Regions from separate parts of the Gossypium hirsutum genome. Here all the other regions are linked to region 1. The links are chromatin contacts, called in public Hi-C maps. All regions are on one chromosome and are shown on one strand. Each heading gives the region's core, a stretch centred on a gene start, on an enhancer-like site or on the middle of the called end of the contact. The rest is flanking DNA. Distances are from core to core; before and after follow the strand shown.

Evidence for each region. A called contact is a pair of places that touch in the nucleus more often than the background predicts.
Region 2: a Hi-C map of leaf shows a contact between it and region 1, with 3 times the contacts expected there. The contact joins the promoter of LOC107948888 here to the promoter of LOC107948911 in region 1. A contact is called at or near these places in 8 of 34 Hi-C or Micro-C datasets (callus and leaf).
Region 3: a Hi-C map of leaf shows a contact between it and region 1, with 2.3 times the contacts expected there. The contact joins the promoter of LOC107948895 here to the promoter of LOC107948911 in region 1. A contact is called at or near these places in 12 of 34 Hi-C or Micro-C datasets (callus, hypocotyl, leaf and 1 more).

Annotation. Positions count from the first base shown.
Region 1 is chrA04:73,175,611-73,178,506 of Gossypium_hirsutum_v2.1, forward strand. LOC107948911 (expansin-A6) reads right to left here and starts at 1,440. Exons shown (of 3, transcript XM_016883572.2): 1 at 1,200-1,440; 2 at 674-992; 3 at 1-194. The coding sequence starts at 1,365.
Region 2 is chrA04:73,492,084-73,495,103 of Gossypium_hirsutum_v2.1, forward strand. It overlaps LOC107948888 (protein SRG1), which reads right to left and starts at 1,758. Exons shown (of 4, transcript XM_016883546.2): 1 at 1,489-1,758; 2 at 1,123-1,370; 3 at 709-1,033; 4 at 142-623. The coding sequence starts at 1,758. The coding sequence ends at 372. LOC107948887 (hsp70 nucleotide exchange factor fes1) reads left to right here. Exons shown (of 6, transcript XM_016883545.2): 6 at 1-106.
Region 3 is chrA04:72,782,002-72,785,035 of Gossypium_hirsutum_v2.1, forward strand. It overlaps LOC107948895 (pectin acetylesterase 5), which reads left to right and starts at 1,627. Exons shown (of 13, transcript XM_016883556.2): 1 at 1,627-1,751; 2 at 1,838-2,061; 3 at 2,150-2,232; 4 at 2,317-2,446; 5 at 2,546-2,625; 6 at 2,722-2,811; 7 at 2,953-3,034. The coding sequence starts at 1,848. It also overlaps the pseudogene LOC107948044.

The DNA.
Region 1 (2,896 bases), core at 190-2,689:
GGCCTACCAAAACGGCGTTGGACTGCCAGTTCTGACCCCAGTTACGGCTCATGCTCAACCAACCGGTGTTGGTTCCTTTCACGCTCACCTTCACAATATCCCCCGCACCCGCCACGTTGGTGACCAAAACCAAGTTGAAATAACGGAATCCGTTGATAGTGAATCTAATTCCACCTTGCTTTCGGCATGGCACTCTGTCAATCAATCAATAATTTAATAAGAAGGGTGTTTGTGGAAATTACATAAATTGAAAGCCCTTTTTTCCTGCATTAATGATGGTATGTCGTCAATTTTGTCGTTTAAGGAGGATGTCTGAATGGGCGGAAAATCTTGGTGATCCCCAAATTTACAGTACTGCCCTGGTAATCATTGGGAATCGAGAGAGGAGGGGTGTTTGGGTCATTCCAGGCGTCACAGGAAAACCGTTGGATCTAAGTGTGGGTAAAGGATATTAAATTCTGGATTGATTCTCAAAATCTCAACAGACCCCGAGATAATGAGGTCATAAAGGGCGATTCTTTTGAGGCCCTCCTTTTGCCTTTCCCAAGGAAGTACGTAAAAAGTTATTTTAATTAAAAACAATACTGTGTTTGGTTCCTAAATGTATACACATTTCACCACCCTTCTCTTCGTAAAAATACTAATAAATGGAAGAGTAATGAGGGAGACTGACCTGCGGAAGGAAACGGGGACAATACCAGCACGGTACTCGGCGATCTTAAGGAACATAGGCATGGCAAGGTCAAAGTGAGGGCGAGGAGGGTTACACCAGCCGCCATTATCACTTGGGAGAGCATAGTTAGGAGGGCAAAAGTTAGTAGCAGTAATAAAAATGGAAGGGTTGCCTGGGTGGCACCATCTTGGGTCATCCGTGCACTTGATCTCAAAGCAAGCTCCGCAGCTTAGCCCATTGTTGAAAATGGCTGTGCTTAATGCTGCAGTGTTCACGCCATACCCTTGGCTGTACAGATTCCCATACCCACATGCACCGCCTTAACAAACAAAAAAGGGAAACAATTGAAGGCATTTTAATGGACATGAAGAAAATAATGCAATGCAATAAAATAAAAAAAAAGAAGACGAAACAGAGATTTTGTTGGAAAATGCATGTTAACAAAATGGGTTATTTTTTTACCGCTTTGCACTAGAAGTAAAACAAAATATTAAATGTTATAAGATTAATAGAAAGAAAGAAATACCCATAGTTCCAGAAGCATCACTGCCACCATAAAAAGTAGCATGGGCAGATTCCCAAGAGCCACCAGTGTAAACTCCAGGGATTCTTGCATTCACCATGCCAAAAAGGCACATCAATGAAGCAAAGCATAGCAGTGTCAAGGAAGAAGAAGAAGCGTCAACAGCCATTGTTTTATTTAAAGAGGAAATTATGAGGTAAAAGAAAGAAAGGGTGATTCGTTAACTTTGGGGCGAATGGAAAGCGGGAAGAAAGTTGGGGGGGTACTTATTGAGGAACCGGAAGAGTGAAGAGTGGGGGCCCACAATAAATGAATGCAGTCCATTTCTCATTAACCCCATTTTTCTGCAATTAAAATTCAAACCTCACAACTTTTATTATTACTATTTAAGACATGTTTGGTTTTGTTCCTAAGACTCCGAAATTTGAAGGCCATGTGGCTCACACATGGGCAGTTCTTAATTTTGTTTTAGTCAAAGAGTGGTGCAAAAATTGAAGACCTAATTACCATAATTGGAATGCTTGCACATGCATCCTTCACGTAAGATGGTACTAGAAAGTTTAAGCTTTTTGATTTCACACATAAATCAGTTCTTTTTAGAAGAATCTTTAAAATAAGGTTTAATTATTCAGATTGAAACATTGAAATGCAACACTCATTTGCTTATGGAGAAAATAGCGGTGAAGGCTCAAGTAAAAAAGTCAATATCTCGGATAGGTGTCTCAAAGGTGTTGTTTGAAGAGATGTTTAAATAGGTGTTTGAACAAAAAGTAAATCAGTCCTAACAAGTTCAGAGACATATTAGGAGAATGGAGATAGTACAAGTGTGAAATCATAAATTAAACAAAAAAAAAAGTTAAACTAATACCTAATTATGTAGGTGATTCTTTTTTGTTCACACAACTATAAAAATTCTCAATTTAATCATTAAATTTTTTTCAAAATTTGATTTTGTAGTCTACTGTTAAATGGGTAATGAAAATCTAATAATTTTTAGATTTCTACGTGGGTAAGTAAAGTAGTTTATTGTTTCCTCTTCACTTGACTTAGCCGTCGTCGCCCTACTCCGGTGGCTATTCCTATCCATTTACTTCATTTTATTGAAGGAAAGTAATTCCTCCCATATTGTCACAACAAATATGCATTGGAAAGTAAGTAATGAACCACATAATTAAACATTTTCTATTACTATATTGATAATACAATTTCACAAATAAAGTAGGTGGGACTTTAAAGATGCTACCAATTGAATTCTAAACTTTCAATTTCCAATATTATAAAACATTTAATTGATTCATCAACATTCACAAAATTTATAAGAAATTACTGAATTATTTGAAATATATGCAAACTAATATATATTAAAGTATTGAAAATTGGCACTAGAAGATAAACAGAGGGGTTATTTGCAGCATAAACCCCTTCGTATTATTTATTTTTATAAGGCTTTCTACTTTCTTTTATTTACTAATCTAGCCCTTTCAATTTTATAGTTATTCTTAATTCAAAAATGACTTAATAATATTATTTACATTAATCAGTATATATTTTCACTTAATTATGAAACAAAATTGTCTTGTTTTTTCTCTGTTATTTATAAAAGGTTAATTTTATGACTGATTAATTAATTGAATTTTTTAATTATATTTAAATATTTAACTAATAAATATTAAAAATTATATTTTAATTTTAAATAAATA
Region 2 (3,020 bases), core at 508-3,007, 320 kb after region 1:
GATTTGTTTATTTTCACTCTGTTTGTCCTTATTGCACGCTGTTATATGCCTCTGGGTATGTATATTCTCCTTTGGCTTAATGGAAAAAATATTAGTGACATGTAAATACTCGTGTCTTTCTTATTTTTTTTGGTTGTTCATTCAAGTATGGGATAAATTCTAATTCTAGACCGTTTCTTTTTAATTAAGATATGGATACTTGAGGCAACAATAGCGGTGAAGTATCATTTGGTGAAATGAACAAAAACTGCTCTTTGATGGTTACTGTTATTGATCTTTTCTATAAAAATGGAACAGAAACTAAAGCGAGAGTTTGAATCTATGCATCTGGTGTGTGCCTTGGTCCTCAAAACTCCCCATATTTGACTTTCTTAACCTTCAATCTTAGCCATCTGGGTATGTGCTTTGCCCTCCATTTTTTTATTCATGGAGCTTCTCAAATACTCCCCATATCTCACTTTTTTATAAAGCTGCTGTTTTGTTTTTGAGTCGACCATGTGACTTGGGGGCTCAATCTCTACCTCATCGTGCGGAAACAGGAATGATGCATAAGAAATTCTTGCCTTACTATAATTTGCAACTGCTCTTTGCTCAACACTCTTGTACTTGCCATTACTCCATATCTGACACACAAGTAAAATAATAAAAAAGTCAGCTCAAATTTTGTCTTTGCTTACACCAACACCAATGAAAACATGTTTTATTTACCTCAAAGACATCGCCGACATTCACCACCAGTGCATCTGGGATTGGATTAACCGGAACCCACTCGTTGTTATTCTTAATCTGCAATCCACACACATCATCTTCCTGCATAAGTATGGTTATAGTGCTTGTGTCTGAATGTGGGCTAACACCTAGTACTTGGTCAGGTTTGGAGCAGGGAGGGTAGTAGTTCACTCGGTAAGCTTGCACCAATTGTTTATGCAGTCCAAGCAGAGCTTCCTTGTCCATTCCCATGATCAGAGAAAATGATTGAAAGAGCTCAGTTGCAACTTTTCGGATTGCATTTGAATATTCTTTTATGATTTCCCTATATGACAATATATTTGAATTAACATAGCGCAAATACAACTGGAAAATGCAAGTGCTATGATTCGGCCATATCATCTGAATACATACTGGATCCCTTTTGGTGAATTGGGCCAAAACTTGAGCTTCCTATAATGTGAGGGGTGAACCAAAAGTATGAGTGCATCCGACCAGTCCAGTATTTGATCTTCGGAAACGACATATGCATGCCCATACCCTTGTATGTCGTCTGAGGGCATGGCATACTTGTTTTTCTCTTCTAGTGAAAGCTTAAAAAACTCGGCTGCAGCATCCTTCATTTTCTGCGATACTTGCTTTGCAACTCCATGATTTACCACCTGCCAAAATTCCATCAATTGTAACTCTAAAAAGGCGGCCAACTTTTCTTTGTCATACTTGAAATATTGTTCATTTTTTACACCCTACCCTTCATATTCTTTCACTAACAATACATACCTGAAAGAAACCCCATTCTCGGCAAGCCAGATCCAGTTTGTTTAGCTCCTCATTGTTTCCCATTAACAGCAAAGACAAATCAATGACAGGAATAAATGAAGAAAGATATGACGTATCAGTATCTTTTGGCCTATCTTCCACTTTCCTAACATATCTTTGTGGAACCTGAAAAGGATCCTTCCTCACCAGCTCTTGAACATTAGGAACTGGAATTGATGGAGCATAAGTGGGTGCCTCTTCATTGTCTAGAAAGGTTCCATTTGAACCCATGGTTTCCCGTATTGTGGAGACCCTGGCACATTTTCTTCCTATTTATAGTCTACTGCTTAAGTTAGCCGCCCTTGCTAATTTTTTAACCGTTAGCTCTAGTGGATATTACTCTTCCCCTAAAAGAAAGATTCCTAATTAGATATTGTATTAACCCGAAATTTGGTTTTATTATAATGTAATTTACATGGATGGGATATTAGTTTACTAAGGCTTTCTCCCCCTATGCATTTGGGATCCGTTCGATAAAACGAAAATTTTCACCTCAAGATATCTGGAGTTATGGATATTAGACAATAGCTATACCATTTTAGTAGTTTAGGTCAGTTGTCATACTGAATTTGGGTTTTTCCGTTTTCTTCTTTTATGGACGGCAGAGGAGAATTATACATTGTTAAACACTACAACTTATGTACTTTTCGATGTGTCATTGTCAATAGAGGCAAGCCCCTTTCGAGCTCCAAGTGTTAATCTATTTGCTCCTTACTTAGAAACTGTTGGAACGTTGAGACACCCTATGTCGCAAAGGAAAAATAATTTCGGCGATAATAATTTATGAATATTCATGTACAAGAACGGATACGGGTTGAGAAAGATTGAAATTATATTCTAAACGCTCTAAAACTGCATTGGTATGGGGTTGATTCCTCTCACGATGTCACAACCCTTAGTTGCAATGAAAGAGTCCTAGCCTCTACGTTTCTACGTGATCCACCCGACAACTACGACCGGAAAAATCCCCTAAAAAACCTATTTCAAGAATTTTTGCTCAAAAATTGAAATCACACAAAGTTAGCTGTGTTTCTATTTTGACAAGTCCTTTTTGTTTCTATTCAAAACGACTTGAATGTAAGGATTAAAGATTAATATCCTTTCCTTTTATTCAAAAACATGTTTTGAATGCACACAATCACATATAACAATTATTAAAGGATTGCCATAAAATGATATTCTCTCTAAAAGAAGATGATTATTTGAAATCTCTTAAAATAATCATTAACTGAAAATCACTAGATATCTAATTGGTAATTTCGGGCTCAGCCACAAAGTTATTTCACTATAGTATTGTAGCTGGGCTCTCCCCAATTACATAACATTACAAAAGTTACTCGACCAGTGCTCATCCAATAATGTTATCATAAGTGTGTTACCCTCATATGATATTCTTAATCTCTTTAGGATAAATACATTCTTCCAATATAACCCTATTTTATTTCATGGTAATCATTACATCTTCCTTCATGAAAAGTAATTACTATCAAATA
Region 3 (3,034 bases), core at 377-2,876, 390 kb before region 1:
CTGCTGTGCTCGCCATGTATCTTGCACGTCTGAAGAAGAAATATCTATTCAGTGCATTGGTAAATGAGTCGGTTTAATTTTAGTTTCCTTATTTTGTCAATAATGAAAATTTCCTGGATGATATTTCACAAGCTGCCTGGGGAAAAGGTTACCTTGCTATGTTTCGGACTGCATATGGAAAACTGAATGCAAGCTATTCCTGAGGTTTCTTACTTCGTAATCTTGATATACATGGCTAAGAGAGTGCCAATAATTAGGACAATCAAATCAAACAATTTTGGGATAGATCATATTTAACTAAATGTTTTTGTACCTTTCTTCTTTGTTGTTTCCTGTAGGTTTTTACTCATTTCAGCTATGTTCTTGTAGCTTGAGGCCTTGCCTGTTGTTATTCAACAGAAAATATTATTATATGGATGCTTTTTGTTGCATACTCTGGGGTCAGTGATATCACTCTGGCACATCAAAGAAATCGTGTGTTAGTAGATAATTTGAAGGCATCAAACAAGGGTAGCAGTTTGTCAACCCTTATACCAGTGTCAATGTGAGATCAAACTTGAGGAAAAGGAAATCCATGGGAAATGCAGAGGCTAATAAACAGTCTTTTTACTGGACAAACTCGACAAACACCTCTTCAGCCTCTCAAACCTCAGGTAACTTTAACATCTTTGATCTTGGCTTTAGTGAAATAATTTGCAAAAATAACTAAATTATTTTGTTATAGACTTTCTCTTCAACCATGTTCATAAGGTTTAAGGAATTACTCTTTGCCAGAGAAGAGATCATTTATGCTAATGTGACATCCTATTGACATTATAATTCAGGTCTGCTTTATGAGATTTCAGCCATTGTTTTGACTTCATGACACATAAAGTGGAAGCTTTCGGTCTCCGTTAGCCCTTTCTTCTTCGTGTTGCTGACATTTGTTTCTTTTCTCTTTTGGAATGGGAGTGTAGTTCTAGGTATTATTCACTTTACCATACTATTTGTTTCCTTTACCTCCTTTCTTTTGTTTCTTCTTTCTCTTTCTGCCACTTAATGTCACAGGTGTGAAAGAAGCTCATGCAGTTTCTCCAAAATTTGCTCAAATAATGTATTTTAGTCTCATTTCTCTCTTTTTGCGGCTCCTCTGCATTTCACAGCAGGTCATGCTTCATTCCAGCATTAACAACAGCCAAAGCTGGCTTCTGACGGGTATTCTATATACAGTCCTTAATATCTTTATGATGAGAATGTTCGTTTTGGCCGTTCCACTGGGAACATGAACCCATGATCCAAAGGTTCATATGGTAGATAGGAAATACCAAAACCTTATGATACTGTGACTCGCACAGGTTTGCTAATTTTAGAATTTTATACTGGATCGTGTGTATTGGTGTCAGATTTAACCTTTACAAACGATTGTAATTTCATTCATGTCAAGCAAATGGATCTTTCATGTTTGATTTGCAGTCATGTAACCAAATGATGTTGGTAATGGTACACATACTTTAGGATTCATGCAGTTTTCCCATTTTTCTTGTCATTCATAACTTCCCAATATTATTTTCAGATGGTTTAATTGATATTGTGGCATAATTTTTGGGCACGAAAATTTTGAATATGATACAAAAACATGTTAGAAAATGATAAATTTCACACGTCAGAGTTAAAACATGTTTTAAAAATATGAAATTTTGATATGAACTAAAATTCATGTAGTTTAGAGATCTATCAAAGGACGCAGTATGGGCTTGTTGTGCTTTCCACTTGTGAGTCTAGTAATCCATTCGTTTTGTTACAATAAAGACAAACAAACGAAATACCTAACTCTCCACTGCAATTTGTTTTTTTGGAGCTTTGAAGCAATGGCAAATCCTAGGCTTCGTGGGTGGAGAAAGTGGGCGAAGAAGGATTGGGCGATCGCAGCCGTGGGATTCACTATCATCCTCTTCGCTCTCACTCTCCTCTTTGATTCTCGAAACCCCACGTCCTCCTCCTCCTCCTCTACCTTCAATCTCCCCTCCAACCACCATCTCATTCCTTTGACTTTGCTTCACAGAGCCAAAGCTACAGGCGCTTGTATCCTCCAAGATTCAAACTTTTAATTTTGGGTCTCTTATCAAATTTAATTATTAGCATTGACTTTTCGATTAATTCTTTTTTGCAGTTTGTTTAGATGGAAGTTTACCTGGATACCATTTTCAGAAGGGCTTTGGTTCTGGCTCTAACAATTGGCTTCTCCACATTGAGGTAATTTCTTTACTTTTCCCTTTTCCTTTTGGGGTTTTACAAGAATTTAACTTGGTTTTCGAATTTTACTTGTTTGATTTATAGGGTGGAGGTTGGTGTAATTCAATAGAAACATGCGAGATTCGAAAAAGAACAGCTTTGGGTTCCTCTAAGTACATGGATCCCCTAATTCCATTCGATGGGATTTTAAGCCATCAATCTTCGCAAAATCCTGGTATACTTTTTGCATCATTAGTTTCCTTTTTCTTTTTTTGGATAACTTATGCTGTTTAAAGAGTGTGCTTTCAAAATGGGTAATTTTTATTTTCTTCAGATTTTTACAATTGGAACATTGTTAAGATGCGTTACTGTGATGGTGCATCTTTAGCTGGCCACCCTGAAAGTGAGTTCAAGGTAAATTTGTTTTTTTTTTTTATTTGTTATTTTTTTTTACTGAAATAATTATTTGCTTTAAAAATATGGTTTAATTTTTCGGGTTTTTTTCCTTAGAATGGAACTAAGCTTTTCCTCAGGGGCCAACTCATTTGGGAAGCAATTATGAGTGAACTCTTATCACTTGGCTTGTCTAAGGCCAAACAGGTAGGTAGCTACTACACTGATGCTTTTTTTACAGTTTCATATTTAAAAGTGAAATTGTAAATAACGACATTGTTCACTCTTTTTCAATATCGTTATCGTTCAGTTGATAGTTGCAAGGTGATGGATTTGTGGACTTTGCAGGCACTTCTTACAGGATGCTCTGCTGGAGGTTTGGCAACTCTTATACATTGTGATGACTTTCGAGCGCATCTGCCAAAGGATG